Linked DNA regions of Ovis aries: region 1 is linked to region 2. The links are chromatin contacts, called in public Hi-C maps. All regions are on one chromosome and are shown on one strand. The core of a region is the stretch at or near the end of the contact, and the rest is flanking DNA. Distances in the headings are between cores, read along the strand shown. Region 1 overlaps ZBTB38 (zinc finger and BTB domain containing 38). Region 2 has its middle 50 kb from the start of RASA2.

Region 1 (5,456 bases), core at 338-2,837, 99 kb before region 2:
ACTCTCTAAGAGTGAACTTGCTACCATCAGAGAGATATTAAGGCCCTACCATGTGAGGCAGTGTCATTTTTGTTGTTGTTGTTCAGTAGCCCATTAGAATCCCCAACTCTTTGTGACTCCACGGACTGCAGCATGCCAGGCCTCCCTGTCCCTTACCTTCATCTCTTGAAGTTTGCCCAAGTTCATGTCCATTGCATCAGTGATGCCATCCAACCATCTCATCCTCTGTTACAGGCCATCTAAATTTCTTGAATGGGATTTCTGATAGCCCAGTTGGTAAAGAATCAGCCTTCAATGTAGGAGATCCTGGTTAAATTCCTGGGTCGGGAAGCCCCGTTGGAGAAGGGGTTGCAAAGAGTCAGACACAACTGAGCAATTTCCACTTTACTTTACTTCAAGTTTCTTGGAGTCCATAGTACTCAGCATCCCCAACTTCCGGAAACAAACAGGAGATTATTCTAATACATATAATATGACACATATAATAATATATTATAAACAGATTATTTCCACTTATTTATTTTTGTGGTGTGCCACGTGGCATACAGCACTTTAGTTCCCCAACCAGGGATTGAACCTGTGCCCCCTGCAGTGGAAGAGAGGAGTCTTAACCATTGGATGACCAGGGAAGTCTCCAAGAGATCCTTATTTTTGATCTGAAGAGAGATTCAGAATTTACTAAATTACAAAAGCAAGTTGTGAAGCAAACCAGCTTTTGTATATGACAAGCAAATTTAAAAGAATCCTCTGTATGTGGATTGAGGCTTGTCTTGATGAGCACACGGAGAAGTGGATGAATATTAAGTATTACCATAGGACATTGCCATTTTTGTAAGTCAGAAGTGATCTGAAGTTGGCATTTTAATATAGCTCCTCCTAATAAACCACCAAGGATGTTAACATTGATTATGTGAAAGTCTTTTATTACTTTGCTTTTAATTATAAGCATGTATTGCTCTTATATTTTTCTCTATTTTAATTTTTAAAAATACCTTAAAAGAAATGAAAGAGAGCAATTAGCCTGAGCGGCTGAAAACTGTGAATAAGCTGCAAGTCTTTGTTTATGTGTCGATTATATCTTAATAAAGCGGGGGTGGGGGACCCTTCTTGGGAGGGTCACATCATATCTCTGATCCACCTCAGCACTATTGACATTTGGGACTGGATAATTCTTTGTTGGGGGAGGTGGGGAGCTGTCCTGTGTATTGGAGGATTTTTAGCAACATCCCTGGCTTCTACATATCCATGACAGTAGCACCCCACTAACCCCAAACAAAAGACAGCCAAAAACGTCTACAGACCCTGCCTAATGTTTCCTGGGAGCAGAATCACCCCAGTTGAGAACCACTGCTCTAGTCTTCAATTTCTCATCACTGAAGGGAGACCTTGAAATAAGTGCTATCCACGCTCCCACTAAGCACTGTTGCTGCTGCTGCTGCTGCTGCCAAGTCGCTTCAGTCGTGTCCGACTCTGTGCGACCCCATAGACGGCAGCCCACCATTCTCTAATCACAACAAAGTGGAATCTCTTGTGTGCTTTCCAGAAGCTGTTTTCTCCAGCGCCACTAGAGGGAGCACTCTGCAACACAAAGGACAAAGAACACACAGGAAAACTTGTTTTCCTGGTGGACTTTGCTGTCTCCCTTCCCAACGCCCCAGTCTTTAATAAATAGCCTTTGATGTCGAGAGTGATAACCCTTAACCACGAGGCATGAAGAGCTATTTGTCTTGTGATTTGTGCCATAAAAGTCGTGTTGTTAGATATGGTGGAAGAGTGCAAAATGTTCTTTGCTTTTTCCACGTTGTTTGTAAGACAGTTAGATGAATCACATTACTAAAAAGAAATGTGTCTCCGTGAGGAGAGTCTATGGCACAAGGAAACCAAGAGGTGAAACATCTAGTTCTCTTCCTGGTCCTGCCACTTTCAGGCTGTGTGATGTTGGCCAAGTCTCTTAGCTTTTCTGGTTATATGTAAGAAAGCTGAGGAGATAGGCTGAGAAGTTGTTTGCTTAAGGTTCCATGCTAAGGTCAAGTATGGATTGGATCTGACCTGCCAACTTCATGGGATAGTTGTGAGAATCAAATGAGATCGAGTAAGTGAAAGAGTTTTGAAAATAGAAACCCCATGCAAGCTCAGGGTGTGGATTTGCCCATACTGCGGGGAGTGGGGAGTGAGAAGAGGTGATGGCTAAGAGGTAGCCTGCTGGGGAGGTGGTTGCAGGGAGGGAGCCAGGTGAGGGCAGGTCCACACAGGTTACTGAAGATATTCCTCCACCAAAGTGTTATAAATTACAGGGAAAGGCTTCAACGTCCCCAAATCCTTTACTGCTGATGGAACAAGAGGTTTCAATCCCCATCAAAATGGACAGGCTACTTGGAAGGGTGTTACTTTATGCTCTTAGGAGATAATAAATACCTTCATGAAAGTGAAAGATCTTACTCCAATACTGTTTTAAACTTTAAAAAAACCCTGAACCACAATAAGAAATACATTTCACAGAGTGACTGAATTCACACACATTATAAAACTGAAACAAAATTCTGACATGTGATACACCTGGAAATTTTCTGTCTTCTTTTATCCTGTCACTTGAAACCAACGCTAGTTGTGACACAGTAGATAATGCATCCTGACTTTCAGTTTTAGAAATATTGTACCAGAAGTTTTCATGGGAGGAGGGGAGGAAACATAGGGCCCTGGTGCTAGGGGAGGGAGGAAACAGAGATATGACTCCCAAACATGACTCAGGGAGCCTCAGACGTGAACGTTATGCATTTTCCTAGGGGCTGATTCTTTGAGGAGGGAGAAAAAAATGAGCAACAATTTCAAATTCACCTCCATGAGTGAGGATAGGCCGCTGGTCCATAGAGTCCAGGCTGGATTCTCAGAGGTCCTGATTGAAATCCTGTACCATCATCACAAAGTATGAATGGGCATGATGTAACCTCCACCACAACAAAAAGTAAAAGCTCTACATGTATTGAGCCCTTCTTATACATTAGACATTACACCAAGCACTTCATATGAATGATGGGACATAAATTAAGTTTAGTGCTCACTGATTTTCCTTTCTTCCCACTCACTAAAAAGAGTTCTGGCTTTGCCTGTCCAGTCTCTTTTCCGGCCCCATCAGGAGAACTGGACAGAAGTAGACGGACTGGAGGACTGTTGGTCGGGGCTGTAAAAAACCTTAGTATGGAGCTTGGGAGAAAGAAGGAGAGGCTGAAGCTGTGGGGTGTAAGGGACTTGGATACAAGAAGAAAAAGGATATTAAGAAGAGTTTCAGGGGGATCTGTATGCTGTTAGAGAAATGCAACTATTGAATATAAATTAATCTGGATTTCTTTGTGGTAACTAGGCTGGATATCTCAGACTCTAACATCATCCTGAGACTGGCCCAGGTAGGTCATGGCTTCAGTGGGGTTGCATAAGCATTATCTCTTTTAATCTTTGTTACAGACACGAGGTTTTGGTTTTTTTTTTTAATTAGAAAAGGAGGCTGATATAGGCTAAGTAAACTTAAAGGCATGCAGCTAATAAATTTGGACAAATACTCCCCAAATTGATCTACAGGTGGAATACAATCTCCATCAAAATCCCAGCTGGATATTTTGCAGAAATTGAGAAGATAATCCTGAAAATCTTATGGAAATGCCAAAGATTCAGAATAGCCAAAATCATCGTGAAAAAGAACAAAGTTGTAGACTCACACTTACTAATTTCCAAATTTTTATGAAGCTACAGTAAATAAAACAGTGTGCTGCTGGTGTTAGAACTCACATCTAGATCCATGGACTAGAATGAAGGGTCCAGAAATAAACTAATGCTTACGGTCAGTTGATTTTTGACAGAACAGTCAAGAAAATTCAATGGGGGAAAGAATATATTTTTTAAATAACTTTTTAGAATTTTAGGTCAGTTTTAGATGTGTAGAATTCTGGTGAGAGTAGTCTTTTCAACAAACAGTTCTGAGACAAATAGACATTCATGTGAAAAGAATGAATTTGGATCTCTACCTTACATAAAAAATAAAGTGAATCATAGATCTAGAGGGCTTCACTGGTGCCTGAGCAGTAAAGAATCTGCCCTCCAATGCAGGAGATGCAGGTTCCATCCTTAGGTCTGGAAGATCCCCTGGAGGAAAGTATGGCAACTTACTCCAGTATTCTTGCCTAGAGAATCCCATGGACAGAGGACCCTGGGGGCTACGGTCCATAGGGTCGCAAAGAGTTGGACATGACTGAAGCGACCAAGCATATACACGTGCACATAGACCTAGAGGTAAGAACTAAAACTCTAAAACTCTTAGAAAATTCAGGCATAAATCTTTACGACCTTAGGTTAGACAATAGTTTCTCAGGTATGACATCAAAAGCACAAATGATGAAAGAGAAGATGGATAAGTTAGATTTCATCAAAGTTAAAATATTTCTCTCCTTCGAAGACCATAAAGAAAAAAAACATAACTACAGAAGGGATATGTACTTGTAGAACATAGGTCTGATAAAAATTTTTGTATCCAAAATATATTAAGAATCCCTGTACATAAAATATTAATAAAAATACAAATAATTTAATTTGAAAATGAATAAAATATTTGTATAGACAATTCTTCAGAGAGGTTATACAAATGGCCAATACGTTCACAAAAAGATTCTCAACATTATTAGTTGTTAGGATGAGTCAGTCAGTTCAGTCGCTCAGTCATGTCCGACTCTGCAACCTCATGGACCGCAGCGCGCCAGGCTTCCCTGTCCATTACCGACTCCAGTAGATTCCTCAAATTCATGTCCATCTAGTCAGTGATGCCATCCAACCATCTCATCCTCTGTCGTCCCCTTCTCCTCCTGCCTTCGATCTTTCCCAGCATCAGGGTCTTTTCCAATGGGTCAGTTCTTCGAATTAAGTGGCCAAAGTACTGGAGCTTCAGCATTAGTCCTTCCAATGATTATTCAGGACTGATATCCTTTAGGATGGACTGGTTGGATCTCCTTGCTGTCCAAGGGACTCTCAAAAGTCTTCTCCTATCCTACACCACACTGCTAAAGCATCAATTCTTCAGTACTCACCTTTCTTTATAGTCCAACTCTCACATCCATACATGACATGACTACTGGAAAAACCATAGTTTTGACTAGATGGATCATTGTTGGCAAAGTAATGTCTCTGGTTTTTAGTATGCTGTCTAGGTTGGTCATAGCTTTTCTTCCAAGGAGCAAGCATCTATTAATTTCATGGCTGCAGTCACCATCTGCAATGATTTTGGGGCCCCAAAAAGTAAAGTCTGTCACTGTTTCCCCATCTATTTGCCATGAAGTGATGGGACCGGATGCCATAATCTTCATTTTCTAAATGTTGATATTTAAGCCAGTTTTTTCACTCTCCTCTTTCACTTTCATGAAGAGGCTTTTAGTTCTTCTTCGCTTTCTGTCGTAAGGGTGGTGTCATCTGCATAT
Region 2 (5,745 bases), core at 504-3,003:
GGTCACACAGAGTCAGACACGGCTGAAGTGACTTAGCAGCAGCAGCAATCCTAATATCCATCCTGTGAGGTAGACACAAATTGTCATTATCTCCATCAATGTTTAGTGTAGTCACGTTTCACTGCACAGTGCCACCAAACTTAGTGGCTTAAAATAACCATTCACTATAGCCAATGGAAACAACCCAAATGCCCATCAACAGATGAACAAATTAAGAACATGTGGTACATATACAATGGCGTATTACTCAGTCATAAAAAAGGATGAAATATGGCCATTTGCAGCACCATGGATGGACCTAGAGGTTATCATCCTAAGTGAAGTAGGTCAGACAGAGAAAGACAAATATTATATGATATCACTCACATGTGGACTCTAAAAAATAGTAAACAAAACTATATACAAAATAGAAACAGATTCACACAGAAAACAAAACCGTGGTTCCCAAAGGGGAAAGAAAGGGATAAATTAGGAGTACAGGATTAATAGATACAAACTACTATACATAAGGGGTTTCCAAGGTGGTGCTAGTGGTAAAAAACCTGCCTGCAGATGCAGGAGACACGAGACGCAGGTTTGATCTCCACGTCAGGAAGATCTCCTCAGGGAGGGCATGGCAACCCGCTCCAGTATTCCTGCCTGGAGAATCGCATGGACAGAGGAGCCTGGAGGGCTACAGTCAGTCCATAAGGTCACAGAGTTAGACGAGACTTAGCACGTGCACACACACTATATATAAAATAGATAAGCAACAAGGATTTATTATATAACACAGGGAATAATATTCAGTATCTTGTAATAACCTATAGTGGAAAGTAATCTAAAGAAATATAACTGAATCACTTTGCTGTATACCTGAAACTAACACAATATTGTAAATCAACTCTACTTCAATTTAAAAAACAACAACTTATTAATATTTAACATGTTCTGTAGTTTGACTGGGGTCAGCTGAAAAGGCCTCCCATGCAGTTGTAATCAGATGGTGGTAGGGTGGAGTCAGCTAAGGGCTTGACCTCACTGGGCATCAAAGGAGTCACAGCCCAGCCCAGATCCAAGAGGGTGGAGGACTGGACTCCACGTCTCGATAAGGGAGTGGCAGTCACATACAGGGAGGGAAGGAATTGATGGCAGGTGTCTTTACAGACAAGCTACTGTAAGGGATCATTCCCAGTGAGAAGACCAAGGCAAAGAGAAGTTAAATCACTTACTCAAGGTCGTACAGCTTACCAACTGTGGAGAGACAGAGTTAATCCCAGGCAGCTGAATTCCAGAGCCCGCTAGAAGAGGCAAAAAGGGCCCAAGAGCACAGCACAGCCTCTCTCGAAAAAAGCTGTGGTGGTCAAGAGCACAGAGTTATCCATGGTAGAACCAGAGAGTTCCTGGGGTTCTCTCTCAGGGATTTGGGAGAGAAGAAATTCTAAAGATACTATGAATGGAAAGAAATGAGAGTAAAAATTGGGTCAAATTTCAAGGCCCTCTTTATATTGGGGGTGAAAATACAGTCTTGTGTGGCCCAAGGCAAATGGAAGTTTTCGTACTTCTGCTTGTCTCCCTCCAATCAGGAAATGGAAATGTGTGTGTGTGTGTGTGTGTGTGTGTGTGTGTGTGTGTGTGTGTGGTGTTTTTTCCTATAAGTAGTTGAAATCTAAAAATGTTAGATATCAACTCAAAAGAATCAGACACAAAGGGAGCTTACAGCCGGGACCAGAAAGTTAGAATCAAGGTGTAGAACGGCCAATGCAGGAGGCACGAGAGACCCAGGTTCAATCCTGGGTCGGGAAGATCCCCTGGAGGAGGGAATGGCACCTCACTCCAGTATTCTTGCCTGGGAAGTCCCATGGACAGAGGAGCCTGGTGGGCTACAGTCCACGGGGTCACACAACTGAACATATACACAGAGTAGAGCAGCCTCAGGAAGGTTTCCCAAGCTCCTTCAGCGCCCCCTGCTGTACAATGTCATAGCCCTGAAAATCTGCATTGTCACTTTCTTTAGGTAGGTCCTGGCCCCTCTACGGAAGGACAAGGAAGTGACATCTCTACTTCAAAAAGCTTACTCATTTCACTGGAGCGATGGGATGTTGCCAGAGAGAAGCTGATTCATTCCCAAGTAGTCCGTCTCCCCAACTCTGACAACCTGAGAGAATGTATTGTTTAGGTCCATCCTATTAATTTTTAGCCTCTCAGTTTTACTCAGATGGAGAAGGAAATGGCAACTCACTCCAATATTCTTGCCTGGAGAATCCCATGGACGGAGAAGCCTGGCAGAAGCCTGGCAGGCTACAGTCCATGGGGTCGCAAAGAGTCAGACACAATTGAAGCAACTTCACTTTCAGTTTTACTTGGTCATAACGCTAAGTCTGAGACTTCTCTGGCCATCCAGTGGTTAAACCTCCATGATTTCAATGCAGGGTTTGATCCCTGGTTGGGGAACTAAGATCCCACACGCTGCGCAGCACAGCCAAAAATTTAAAAAAAAAAAAAAAAAAAAATGGCCAGGTCGTACACATTGACTGGGACATGCCCAGTTCCTGTATACATGTGGTGAGTGGGAAAAGCAGTGGGCCATTTCTCAGGCGTTTTCTGATATTTTTCCTCCCAAAGACCAAGGGTGAGTGTTCCGGGTCACAGTTTCTGTCATCTCTCATCACAGTGGGAACCAGCACAGCTCCTCCTCTGCTATTGCTCAGGCTGATATGATAACATTCCAGCCACTGGAAAGTGCTCACCACCCACTCAGCATTGTTCTTATACCAGGCAAGAGGCCCGCTCCCCTTGGGGCAAAGAGTCTGAAGGGCCAGCAGAGATGGGCCAGCCCAGAGTCTGAGCCATCCCCCACACCACACTCTGAACACGCAGGACCTAAGGTTCCCTGTCCCCTTCCAGGACCTGCTCAGGCCTGTTTTCTGCCAGTATCACTCCCCAGACCCCAGGGACCAGTAAGGGGCAGCTGTTTGCAGGGCATGTGGACAGAGTTGGGATGTAGTTTCAGGGTCCACGTGAGGTCCCCAGCCTTGTGGTAAGGAGCAGAACTGAGGGTAGGAAGCAATGGGAGGAAGACCAGGGCCCAGTCCTTCTTGTGCTGTCTTTTTCCAGCCTGAAGCAATAAAGAAACAGGAACTGCAAATTCAAACCCGACCTTTCAGGTTGTTAGCAGAGTGTGTTTGCCAAGGGAAGAGAATAGAGCGTATTTAATTAAGTGCTTGTTAGGCTGATTTATAACTTTTAAGTATTTTGATATATAGACCTCCATCTATGTTATTACCCTCAACCTTGCAACTATTTGGGGAGGGGGAGGTGTAGCTGTCACTGTTCCTTAAAATGCCTGCCTTTCCATCACAATGTCTGTGTACAAGCTGTGGGATGTATTAAAATGTCCATACCCACCTTTACCCCACCCTTATCCACAGGCATAATCATTTCTCAATATATCTAGGTCAAGGGCCCCTTTACTGCAGCAACGTGGATGGACCTAGAGATTGTCATACTGAGTGAAGTAAGTCAGACACAGAAAGAGAAACATCATATAGTATCACTTATATGTATATATATTTAAATATATTCATGTATTTAAATATTTAAATATATCTTACATACTAAATATAAAATGTACAAATGAACTTATTAACAGAACAGAAATAGAGTTGTGGATGTTGGAAACAAACGTATGGTTACCAGCGGATAAGGCGAAGGAGGGATACATTGGGAGATTGGGACTGAAATTATACACATTACTCTGTATAAAATAGATAACTAGTAAGAACCTGCTGTATAGCACTGGGAGCTCACTCAGTACTCTGTAATGGCCTACATAAGGAAAGAATCTAAAATCGAGTGGCTATATGTACACATATAAACTAATTTACTTTGCTGTATGTCTGAAGCTAACACATTATAAATCAGCCATACTCCAATAAAATTTTTAAATAATAATAAATAACTAAAAGCCCCTTTAAAAGGGTCTTGTTTATAGCACTGGAGGAGACAACCCCTCACACCTCTGTTGGCCCTCCCCTTGGCCCCACGCAGCAATCTGAGATCATCATTTTATATTCCAACCCTGCTATCAGACAACCAGCCCCTCCAGGCTGAGCCCAGAACTGGCTTATTTAGCTCCATGTAGACAGCATCAGCGGAGAAGGCAATGGCACCCCACTCCAGTATTCTTGTCAGGAAAATCCCATGGATGGAGGAGCCTGGTAGGCTCCAGTCCATGGGGTCGCTAAGAGTCAGGCACAACTGAGCAACTTCACTTTCACTTTTCACTTTCATGCATTGGAGAGGAAATGGCAACCCACTCCAATATTCTTGCCTGGAGAATCCCAGGGACAGAGGAGCCTAGTGGGCTGCCGTCTATGGGGTCGCACAGAGTCGGACACGACTGAAGCAACTTAGCAGCAGCAGACAGCATCAGAACAGTGCTTTCAAACACGCGTCACCTATTAAGAGCTCCATTCTAGGATGACCAGCCATCCCTGGTACATCCAGGAAGGATGGTTTTCCCAAGATGCAGGTCTTGCAGTGCTAAACCAAGATAGGCTTGAGAAGACCAGGATGATGGGTCACCTTCATGGGGGAGAAGTCCAGAAAGAAACAGGACATCAGCAGCCAGGACACATGAACAACGAAGTGGCCAATGTCCACGTGAAACAACTAACAGGACTGTTGACTTTCCACCACCCACGCCTGAGCCATGAGGAAATTTCCAGAGCACACAGACATCTAGCCAGGCTGCGCAAGTCTGGGCTAGCAGAATGGAGGGGTAACTATGGTTAAAGATGCCCTCATCTTTATTCTTTGGAAGAACCTGGAGAGAAAATCCTATTTTTCACCAGTTAATAATTATTCATTTAATTTAAACAATTAAAGGATTTTTAATAGCGGCAACTCCTACTAAAATCCTTTAATTATTTCACAAGGACCCCCTTGAGTCTCTGGTTTCTCTGAAGGACCTTCTGGGGAAACCAGCTCATCATGCAGCTTCCAGATGCCCTCACAAGGCATTTCATAGAGTCCACTCCAAGGAGCCGTGATAGTCTGACTGAGTCTTCCCAGCCCTCTCCCCACTCCCAACCCCCATCCCGCATCTGTCCTTCAAGTGTGGTGGATGGGCTTTCCTGCTGAGTTCTTTTCTGTTTTTAGGGTTAAAGCATCTGAATTTCCTTTTGAAACCACCCCTTAATCCCTCATTCCTCAGTCCTGCCTTCAGACCATGGGAGTGGGATAGGGTAGGAGTGGGGGGCAGGGCCTGGATGGGTGGGAAACACAAGATTTGGTTTCTAGCACACTGTATTTCTGGACTTGCCAGGTGGTACTGGTGGTAAAGAACCTGCCTGCCAATGCAGGAGATGAAAGAGATGTGCACTCGATCACTGGGTCAGGAAGATCCCCTGGAGAAGAGCATAGCAACCCACTCCAGTATTCTTGCCTGGAGAAGCCCATGGACAGAGGAGCCTGGCAGGCTACAGTAGTCTATAGGGTCTCAAAGAGTTGGACATGACTGAGCAACTTGGCACACACACACACTGTATTTCTACATCTTAACATAAGAACAAGAAAACTGAGTCAACTGCCATATCCAGTTGTCAGTTGGGTCTTCTCAATTGCCATAGACAGAATACTTGGCTTTAAGCGAAACTGGATCCAAGGGCCCAAGCTAAATGACATTCTTTCGCTTCCACTCCTCTCTTTCCTCTGTCTCACCCTTTTCTCTCTGCTCTGCTTTCCCCTGGCTTTAGTCTCAGC

What was found. Hi-C and Micro-C count contacts between places; a contact is called where the count stands out from the background.
Region 1: a contact with region 2 is called in a Hi-C map of liver, with 7 times the contacts expected there. The contact joins two enhancer-like sites. A contact is called at or near these places in 11 of 16 Hi-C or Micro-C datasets (blood, hypothalamus, liver and 6 more).

Annotation. Positions count from the first base shown.
Region 1 is chr1:248,209,807-248,215,262 of ARS-UI_Ramb_v3.0, reverse strand. All of the region lies in intron 1 of ZBTB38 (zinc finger and BTB domain containing 38), which reads left to right. Among named protein-coding and RNA genes, the nearest start is that of ZBTB38, 47 kb to the left of the region's middle. Within about 2 kb of position 1,587, at least 12 of the 54 cell types and tissues checked have an H3K27ac peak or open chromatin away from gene starts, as enhancers often do. A contact at or near this core is called in hypothalamus and liver, where this site is marked.
Region 2 is chr1:248,110,834-248,116,578 of ARS-UI_Ramb_v3.0, reverse strand. No RefSeq gene overlaps it. Among named protein-coding and RNA genes, the nearest start is that of RASA2, 50 kb to the right of the region's middle. Within about 2 kb of position 1,753, at least 15 of the 54 cell types and tissues checked have an H3K27ac peak or open chromatin away from gene starts, as enhancers often do. A contact at or near this core is called in hypothalamus and liver, where this site is marked.